2 separate regions of the Mus musculus genome follow, and region 1 is linked to region 2. A link is a contact called in public HiChIP or PLAC-seq data. All regions are on one chromosome and are shown on one strand. Each heading gives the region's core, a stretch centred on a gene start, on an enhancer-like site or on the middle of the called end of the contact. The rest is flanking DNA. Distances are from core to core; before and after follow the strand shown. Region 1 holds the start of Pus7 (pseudouridylate synthase 7). Region 2 has its middle 24 kb from the start of AI506816.

Region 1 (4,932 bases), core at 2,405-4,904, 47 kb after region 2:
ACCGACGGACGAGGATCTATCTGAATTTGATCTCTAGCACTCATGGGTTGTTGGGTTGTTAACCCCCACTCCTTCTTCTTTAAGTCTGGAGGTTGGCAAGGTGGATACAGAAGGATTCTCTAGGAGTCACTGCTAGTGCATCTAGCCAAACTGTCAAACTCCACATTCAGTGCAAGGCTTCTCAAAAAGTCAAAGCCAGCAAGAGAGCTTAGCGTAAGGGAGTGGGAATGCCAGACTCGAGTAAAGTCTTCAGGACTCATGTGGTAGAAGAGAGAACTGACTCCCAAAGTGGTTCTGACCTCCACACGCACACCCACGAACACCACACATACACATACACACACACACACACACACACACACACACACACACACACACACACACACAGACACCAGATAAAAGTGACACAACAAACCATACATTGTAAATATACAAGCTTGGGTTTTAACTCTTAACTCTGCAACCTCGGCCTCCTGAGTACTGGGATTGTAGAAGTGTTCCACTATGCCAGCTACTACGTGTATTTCACCACATTTAAAAAGACACAGCCAGGCTGGAGAGATGGCCCAGTGGTTAAGAGCACTAGTTGCTCCTCCAGAGGCTCAGAGTTCAATTCCCAGCACCCACATGGTGGTTCATGACCATAAAGGGATCTGACGCCCTCTTCTGGCATGCAGGTGCACATGCAGCAGAGCACTCATAAATAAATATTAAACAAAAATTAATACATAAAAATAAATAAAAACAAATCTAAAAAATTTTAAAAAAGATAAAGACACAGCCCAAAACAAGATTATTTAACTGTACTATCTGCAATATATAGAACTAAATCTCAGACCCCACACATCCGTCCCCAGTAAAGAGGAGCTTAGGAGATGCTTGAACACAGGGCAGCCAATAAAGATATTCCAGGCTGTGTGCACCTATCTACTTGATCTTACTTAAAACTGAAGTAAGAATGGAAGGTTTTTCCTATTTTTATTACAAAGAGAGACGAAAAGTGAGTGTACCCATAAACACCGTAAATGAGCTCTAAAAATATTCTAGTCCTCTAAGGTTAAAGAAAAACCAGGAACAGCCATATTAGGTAATAAAATTAAAGCAAATTCTAAGACTTGGCAGATCTTACTCCACAGCAGACACATGACCACCTGAGCAACCACCAAGTAGGGGTAATTACAGTACCGGGCTCCAAATAATCAGCAACCAGGAGAGCCTGATACCTGTCCAGAGGCCACAACTCTCAGCACACAGGCAAGCACAGCCAGCAAAAGCCATGCATGCAGCCTGCCTCAGGGACTTTACAGTCAGACCACCCACCTCGCTCCCAGATGCAAAAGGAACACCAGATCTTGGGAGTCAGATAGGGTCTCCCTACACAGCCCTGGCTGTCCAATTGCCTCTGCTTCCTAAGAGCTGGAATTTAAGATGTGTGCCACCACACCACGTCCCTAAGACACTTCTTACTCAGCTTTTGATTCTTGATATCATAACCACGGTTTGCTCTTTTAGAAGTTTGTTTTTTGAGACAGGGTCTCATGAAGTGCTGGGCATGATAAACAAGCATGCTAACAATGAACTACACTGTCCTGTTCTCGCTTTGAGACAGGGTCTTGCTAAGATGCTTAGAAAGCCTTTGTTAATGTAACCCAGGCAGGTTTTGAACCTGTGATACTCCTGCTTAGGCCTGAAACAGCAGGCATTACTTACTTTAATGGCAAAACTCACTCCACATCCTAATCTGAAAAAATTATTACGTCTATCAGAGTCATCTACTCTAACATTTATTAAGTATGTCCTGGGTAGACACTGGAGAAAGATGGAAGACTTCTTGCAACCAAACAAGATTACAACCTACTTAAGGATATTTTTAAAAACCAAATAAATTTGTGGGGGATGTGCTCAGAAGCAGAACATTTGTCTAGCATGCCCTAAGTTCAGTCTTCGGTGCTGCAAACAAACAAACAAACAAACAAACCCAGTATTAGGACAGGCCAGCCATTTAGAAGCAGAGAATGGGGTGGCCTGAGGTAAAGCCCCCGTAAAGGTGTTTTAAAGACTTGAAAAAAGTAGACCTGAAAATTGTGTGAGCTCCATGGGGGCAGAACAGAGCCTGCAAAGATCCCAGCTAGGAAATGGGGTAACAGACATGCCGCCAAATCCCAGGCTCATCGGTGCCCTGGATCAAACCAGCCTCCTACACGAGTGCTGAACGCTGGCACTGACCCAAGCCTAGCAGCTCCAGGCCAGCCTGGTCTACATAGAGAATTCCAGGACTGACAGTCCACATAACAGAGAGACTCTGCCTCAACCCTTCCCCCAAAGAGAGAGAGAGAGAGAGAGAGAGAGAGAGAGAGAGAGAGAGAGAGAGAGAGAGAGAGAGAGAGAGAGAGAGAGATGTTCAGAGGGGAACTCAAGTGGCCGTCCCTCTCCTATAAGGGCAGCACTCAAAAGGCTGAGAAAGACTTGTGTCTCTAGTTCAAGCCAGCCTGGTCTACATAGTAAGTCCTATCTCAAGACAAAAGAGGTTTATGTATTCAAATAAACTTGTTAAGTTAACAAATTCTGACTGTTGGTTATTTGCTAATGACTGCACATAGTTTCCCCTCTTTCTCACTACAGTGAACAGTCTGATATTTGACAGCTCCTTCGTTAGTAAAACCATTGCCCTGACATTGAGGCATAGTGTTTTACGGATGGCCACAGATTTTTGTTGTTGTTTAAGAGTGGGAACAAAACAAAGTAGCACCTATATTTTAGAGATCTCTTTTTTAAAGAAATGGCCTTGAACTAAACCCTTCTTCCTTGACTGGCAGTAATTAAGAGCAATAACCATGTGCTGGCCATTTTAAAGGCCCCTCAGTGAAGGGCTTGGTGGTATGGACCACAGAATAAGTAGCCTGCACTGTCACCCAGCAGAGGTTGGAGAAAAGACCCCAGACGTCAGCCTGATCGCTTCTCCGTGGTTGAGAAGAGCAGCGGCCCTTAAGGCCTGCCCAGCAAGTAAAACATCTGCGCCCAGTACCCAGCACCAGGCCGGGACCAGTGCAGGCTGCTCGGACGATCTGGGAGCGCTGAGCAGGACCGGGGGAAGGCTGGTTTGTTTTTCTAACAGGGAATTGAGTTTGGGGAGTGCCTGAGGCACCACAAAGCAAGGAAGAAGTGGAAAAAGAAGGTTCTAGCCCACAGCGGCGCGGCCAGAGGATCGGGACGCGGCGCCGCTTAACGAACGGCGGGGATCAGGGCGAATAGCCGGGATCGGGGAGCATGGATCGGGAACTAGGGGTCCGGGATCAAGGATCCGGGTGCGTGGAGCAGAAATAAGACAAGCGGGGAAGGTGGAGCTGGCGGCGGAGAAACAGGGAGCAGCGCGAGCTGCGACCACGGCCGCCCTCCCTCCCCGGCCGCGCGCCTCTCCGGAGGCCTGGGGCCACGCCGCAAAGCAGAGCACTTACCGGGAGCCTGAGGGCGCGGGCCGAGCGGAGAAGAGGACGCTCGGCTCGGGACGCGGGAGGGCGGCGGCGGTGACTCGCAGGAGGCGGCGGCCAGCGCCGACCAGCACAGGCTGCACCGCGTGGAGACGCACAGGGACGGGTTATCCCACCAGCCGCCGGGCTCGCACACGTGCGGCGCTGCGCCGCGCCGACCACGCCCCGGGGCGGGGCCCGCTCCACCGGCCCTCCGCTCCCGAGGACGCTCCGCCCATCGGCGCCTGGGAAGTGACTTGCCTTATGCAAAGAAACCTTTAGGACTTCAAAAACAGAGACTACCTTATTAGTTGTTAATTGTGCTTAAATGGGAGCTTCTTTCACAGCTATGGTTAATAGTGCATATTAATAGAATGGGTTTCTTACCTTTGACAGCTCCCCAGGAGGACTGTCTTCAAGAAGATTCCATCATAGCTGGTTAATGCTTTGGCGTAAAGAAAAATAAAATATATTTTTCTTCTCATGCTTCAAGTAGCCAACTGACCAAATCAAAGCATTCCATAGCATTTCAGGTCTAATATTTTGCCAGATTTCAACTCAGGGTAAAATAAAATATAATAAAATAAATCAAGATTTGTGGAGAGTCAAAAGCCCATAATCCAAGCACTCAGGTGATATGGACAGAAGGATCAGAAACTTAAGGGCACTTTGGGATATGTAAGGAATCCCAGGTAAACATGGCCTAGGTAAGACCCTGTTGTTTTGGTTTTTTTTAAACAAACAAACAAAAACCTGGGCAGTAATGGTACACACCGTTAATCCCAGCACTTGGGAAGCAGAAGCAGGTAGATTTCTGAGTTCGAGGCCAGCCTGGTCTACAGAGTGAGTTTCAGGACAGCCAGGGCTATACAGAGAAACCCTGTCTTGAAAAAACAAAATAGAAAAAAAAAAAAAGAAAAAGAAAACCAAACCAAAACAAACAAAATCCTGTTATTTCAGATCTTTGTATTCCTCTTAGACGTGTGTGTGTGTGTGTGTGTGTGTGTGTGTGGTGTTTGTTGTAACCATGTGTTTTACATATGTGAGGTTTGCATATGTGATGATTAGTGTTGTCAATTTGACAGAGTCTAGAATTACCTTGGAGACAAGCCCTGGTCATGCCTATGCTGGACTATCCTGACTGGGTTCATTGTAATCGTACAGGACCAGCATCGTTCCCTGACTGGAACTCTGAACGGTGTCAATCAGTAGTTCCTTAACCCCTTGGGGTTCCAGTGGCCCTTTCAAGGGGTTGCCTAAGACCATCAAAATATCAAAAACTAAGGTCCATGTACAGTTCTGAGTTTGTGGAGACCTGAGGCCCATCATGGTGCTTTCCGCTTTCACTCTCTACCTTAGTTACTTATTATTATTGTGTGTTTATGATGTGGGCATGCGTACATGTGGAGGCTGGAGCATAGTCTGCAGAAGCTGGTCCTCTCCTTCTACCTTACATGGTTTCTGG
Region 2 (5,379 bases), core at 2,018-4,517:
TCTCCAAGGAAGGAGTTTCCTGTGGGAGTTGATGGAATTTCAAGACATATTCAGCAGATCATTAACTTTTAATGGTTAGAATGTATTAAATATGTTTTAAGTATTATGCTTATGCTGGCTTCAGATTTCCTATAACACTGTAGACTGAACATGTATGTTCTCTAAAGTGTGTGCTGGGCCTGTGGGAGGCAATTAGGCATGAGGGTGGAGCCCAGATAATTAAGTAGGCATAATGGTGGAGCCCAGATAATGGGATCAGTGCCTTTTTTTTTTTAAGATTTATTTATTTATTTATTATATGTAAGTACACTGTAGCTGTCTTCAGACACTCCAGAAGAGGGACTCAGGTCTTGTTACGGATGGTTGTGAGCCACCATGTGGTTGCTGGGATTTGAACTCTAGACCTTCGGAAGAGCTCTTACCCACTGAGCCATCTCACCAGCCCGATCAGTGCCTTTTTTAATGTTGGTTGTCATTTTTAAAAATTTACTTTGTTACTCATTTTACATCCTGCTCACTGCCCTCCTCCCAGTCACCCCCTCCACAATCCTTTCCCTTCCCCGCTTTCCTGGGTATCCCCCACCCTGGAACTTCAAGTTTCTGTGAGGCTAGGTGCTTCCTCTCCCACTGAGGCCAGACAAGTATGTTTGCTCCCTATTCCCAGCTGTTCCTACACTCTACTCTATGGTAGAGTAGCATATACAAAACTAAATATAAATACATACATATGTAATATACAATAATTATAAAATATAATTACAAAATAATATGTACCATATATAATAAATACAAAATTAAAAATAAAAGTAGGGACACACATAGTTTTACACCCCTTTATGGTTTATGGTACTTGGTTATAGCAACCTGCACTAACACAAATAATTTTTCCTTTTTAGTAGATTAATCTAACAATCATTGTTATTACTATTTATATCTTTGTTAGTCAGTGTGATGTCTTTAAGAATAAAAGAGGTTCTACATTGTTTTACATTGCTATACATTCAAGGGGAAAAAAATAAAGGCAGAAAGGATTTCAAAAAATGAAAAGGAAGTCGGGCAGTGGTGGCGCGCGCCTTTAATCCCAGCACTTGGGAGGCAGAGGCAGGCGGATTTCTGAGATCAAGGCTAGCCTGGTCTACAAAGTGAGTTCCAGTACAGCCAGGGCTACACAGAGAAACCCTGTCTCGAAAAAAGAGAGAGAGAGAGAGAGAGAGAGAGAGAGAGAGAGAGAGAGAGAGAGAGAGAGAGAGAGAGAGAGAGAGAGAGGGGAGGGAAGGAAGGAAGGAAGGAAGGAAGGAAGGAAGGAAGGAAGGAAGGAAGGAAGGAAGGAAGGAAGGAAGGAAGGAAGGAAGGAAGAAAAAAAGAAAGAAAGAAAGGGAAAAAGACAGACAGACAAGTGGATGGTGGAGAATCATAAACATAAGGTCAGCCTCACTATACACTGAGTTGGAGTTCAACCTTAGACTAAATGAGACCCTGTCTTTAAAAAAATATAAAGTCTCTATGACTGTGGTGCTAAGGAGGTATCCATCTATGATGCTCTGGTCACAACCACTGTTTTCTCTTGACCTCAACTGGAAATCCAGACTTCCAAGGCATACTCCCCACGTCTCAGTTTGCTTTCTATTGCTGTGATAAGCACCAAGACTAGGAGCAACTCTGGAGGAAAGGGTTTAGTGTATCTCACAGCTTACAGTCCTCGTGAGGCAGGAACTGAAGCAGAAGCCACGGAAGAGCACTGCATGCTGGCTGCTCTCTGTGGCCTGCTTTCTTACACCACTTGCCTTGCACTAGGACCACTTGTCCTGCTGTGGCCTTGCCCACCGTGGGCTGGCATTCCCATATCAAGAAAATGCCCTGGTCCGGCGTGGTAGCGCACGCCTTTGATCCCAGCACTTGGATTTCTTTTCTTTCTGCCCCAGCAGACTGTGCATGCTTCCTTCCAGGGCCTCTGGCTCAGCTCTTCTGTCTCATGCTCTCATCTGAGCTCTCCTGAGAGGTTTGCTGAACGACTCAGTACAACACTTTCTTACCACCTCCTCATTCTCTTTCTTGTTGAATATTCTTCACAGCATTTATCATGATTTAAAACTACTTTTTTTTTTTTTTCCGAGACAGGTTCTCTGTGTAGCCCTGGCTGTCCTGGAACTCACTCTGTAGACCAGGCTGGCCTCGAACTCAGAAATCCACCTGCCTCTGCCTCCCGAGTGCTGGGATTAAAGGCATGCACCACCACGACCGGCTAAAACTACATATTTGTGATGTTAGAATTTATAACAAAACGTGAATTTGGCCTTTTTCAACTCTGGCATAGGGCTCCTGAAACCCTTGAGTTTCTTAAATGACAAGAAACAGCTGCTGGGGGTGGGGAGATGGCTCAGTGCTCTAAGAGCACTAGCAGCTCTTCCTGAAGCCCTGGGTTCAATTCCCAGCACCCACTTGTGGTACACAACTGCCTGCAACTCTAGTTCTCGAGGATCTGACTCTCTTCTGGCCTCCATGGGCACTGTGCACATGTGATACACGTCATCCATGTAGGCAAATGCTTATAGACATAAAAGAAAAACAAATAAATAGCTATTCATAAAAAGTACCTTCCAGGATCTGAAATGACCACAGCATTTGGGCTTGTTGCCAGGGAAACTAGCCAGGTTGGATGGGAGGAGTGGAATTTCAGTGTCTCTTCAGGAAGCAAGGACTGACTTAAGCCAACATTAGATTTTGGCCATTCATGCGTCTGTGGCAGAACCTCTAAAAAAACCCCTGGACTGTGGGATGCAGTGATTACACTGGGGTGCTGTTTGCCCGGAAATTCTAGTCTCCTCCCTCTAGCTTTCATTATGTATCTCCCAGTCTTGCTATTCCTGAATTACGTCCTGTATAATAAACCTGCCAGCAGTGTTGTATCCTGTGCTGTGAGCTGCTCTCACACACTTTTATATCTGAAGGTGGGAGCCATAGGAATTTCTTATGGAAAACAAGTTGGTAAGAAGTAAGAAATATGGGCTCATGATGATCCGAATAGGAGCAGTGTTGAGATGAGCTCTCTGTGGACAGAGTTAGAATTATATTGTAAGACACTGAGGGAAGTCAGAGCCTAGGTGGTGTGGGTTTATAACAAGGACTTGGAGAGAGAATTTGCTTAAAGACACCAACTTTCCACTTAGGTCTAATGGGTTACCACTTGGCATCTCTGCCTCCACTTAGGTCTAATGCGTAACTAATCAGGATTAAACATTTGGCATCTCTGCCTCCGCTTGAGGATGGGCCTGGTACTGTTTGTATTTTGATGCTAATTCTGCTCTCCTAGGAGGGGTTGCAGACAAGGAGTGAGTCAAATACTTAAGTGACTTCTTGTGAACCAATTCCCTAATGAATAAAGGAATCTATCACTGGGCGAGTAGGCGGGACTTCCAGGTTGGATGGAGGAAGAGAGGAAGCAGGAGAGAGTTAGGTCCTTTTGGATGGGATAATGTGAGGACAAGATGTCTCCTGGTTTCAGTGGCAGATCCATCAGGATTTGCCACTAGAGGATTTAGATTTAATAAGACTTACAGGATTAGGATTTTAGTTGCTGTGCCCAATGATTGAGTTACCGTCGTTTCTGAACTAAGTTTGTGCTGTGTTTTTCTTCACGTGGTGACTTGCCCGAGTTCAAGAGAGAAAGGTACTGGGCAAGGTGTGTTTGCCAGATGTGCACCACAAAGGCCGTGGGGGATTTGAAGCACGGGATTGGCCTGGTAGTGACTGCCAGTGCCAGTGGGTACTTAGTGAGCTGGGTGGAGAGATTTTGGAGCACTGAGTCAGAGTCTCCATGAGATAAAAACAGGTCGCCCATTGCCCATCAGTGCATGGCCGGCCAGGCTGCTTTGGCAGAGAGTTGCTGGCACTAGCTCGGGTTTGTGCTAGTTCCTTTTTAAATATTTTCTGCAACAGTCTCTATTTTTTAAAAAAAGATTTATTTATTTATTGTATGTACATGTACAGCTGGTTGTGAGCCTTCATATGGTTGTTGGGAATTGAATTTTTAGGACCTGTGCTTGCTCTGGTTGCTCTGGTCACCCCACTCAGGTCAACTCCATTTGCTCAGTCCCAAAGATTTATTCATTATTATTAATAAGTACACTGTAGCTGTCTTCAGACACAACAGAAGAGGACGTCAGATCTCATTACAGGTGGTTGTGAGCCACCATGTGGTTGCTGGGATTTGAACTCAGGAACTTCAGAAGAGCAGTCAGTGCTCTAACCCACTGAACCATCTCGCCAGCCCAACAGTCTCTATTTTGAATCTGCTCATTTTGCTGTTAGTCAGCCTCCTGTGTCATTACCTTGAATCCCAGAAACTACAAATCTGATAAACAAAGATCTTGTGTGGACAGTCTTGTCTGTTGCTTAGGCAGCAGTGACCCCTGACCAGTCCTGAGATGATAAACCAAACCACAGTTTGACCAAGACTCATTCTTAGGCTACCCCTCCCCCGACCCCTGCCCCCATGCTAGCAGAGTGTTCAGGCCAGTGTTCCCCTCTAGGGTGGAAGTGTCATGCTTTATATCTTAACATCTTTCAATGCAGATATTATCTTAATGTATCTCAATATAGACATACTGATTAAATTTCTCTCCTTCCTCTCAGTTTGCCTTTTGGTTTTTGGGTCAAATAGTGGCTAGACACAATCTGTTGGAGCTCTTGCCATGCCCCACTGCGCTCTCAAAGTGCACCGGGAGGACACCTATGTGTTAAGAACTGTAGGCTCTCAGATTTTTTTCTTGCATGCTTGAAGACATCACTGGGTACTGGCCAACGCTTGGCATTGAGAAATCTGTATCGATGTGATTGGCTACTTTGTAAGTACCATGGATGTTCAATTTCTACTGTTGGAAGATTTTAGATTGAACTCTCCCGGCAAGGGGATCTTTTTCAAATCAGATGCATTGGGCACTTGATGTGTCACATTGCTGGGGAAATCGTGGTCTACTGTTTCTTTCCCCTCTTTACGTTCTCCTTTGCATTAAGTCTTCCCTCTGCTGTCCTGATGCTGAGGTACTTGCTGCCCTCAGTCCTCTGGATGATCCTTCCTATTTACTCTGCAGCCAGACCACAGTCCAGTTAAATCCTGCAACAACAACCTAATAGTGCAGTATCCTTTGGATGTTCTAATTAGCACAAATTAACTCTGTTGAGTTGTCTGACTGCCCATGAGGGTGTTATTTTTGTGCTCCTCTTGGTCCTCACTTCCTGCTGTTATCAAGGCAGTCTGGAATGCCTTGACGCTCCTGCTGCTGTGACATGGTCATGCTAGAGATTCAGCTCACATTTACTTGTCTACCGAGGTCCAACTTGGTGAACCAGCGGGTGACTTACAGAATCAGAAATGACTCA

What was found. HiChIP or PLAC-seq counts read pairs in DNA pulled down with a chosen protein or histone mark.
Region 1: a contact with region 2 is called in an H3K4me3 HiChIP or PLAC-seq map of embryonic stem cells, with 34 read pairs. The contact joins the promoter of Pus7 here to the enhancer-like site in region 2. A contact is called at or near these places in 1 of 39 promoter capture datasets (macrophages), 2 of 484 Hi-C or Micro-C datasets (the MNK3 cell line and extraembryonic endoderm stem cells), 5 of 115 datasets of contacts at active chromatin or transcription factors (the 230-238 cell line, CD8 T cells, the SCID.adh cell line and 1 more) and 3 of 9 other capture datasets (adipose tissue, liver and pancreatic islet).

What each region holds. Positions count from the first base shown.
Region 1 is chr5:23,780,057-23,784,988 of GRCm38.p6, forward strand. Pus7 (pseudouridylate synthase 7) reads right to left here and starts at 3,655. Exons shown (of 16, transcript NM_178403.5): 1 at 3,456-3,655.
Region 2 is chr5:23,733,929-23,739,307 of GRCm38.p6, forward strand. No RefSeq gene overlaps it. Among named protein-coding and RNA genes, the nearest start is that of AI506816, 24 kb to the left of the region's middle. Within about 2 kb of position 3,268, at least 13 of the 459 cell types and tissues checked have an H3K27ac peak or open chromatin away from gene starts, as enhancers often do. A contact at or near this core is called in embryonic stem cells, where this site is marked.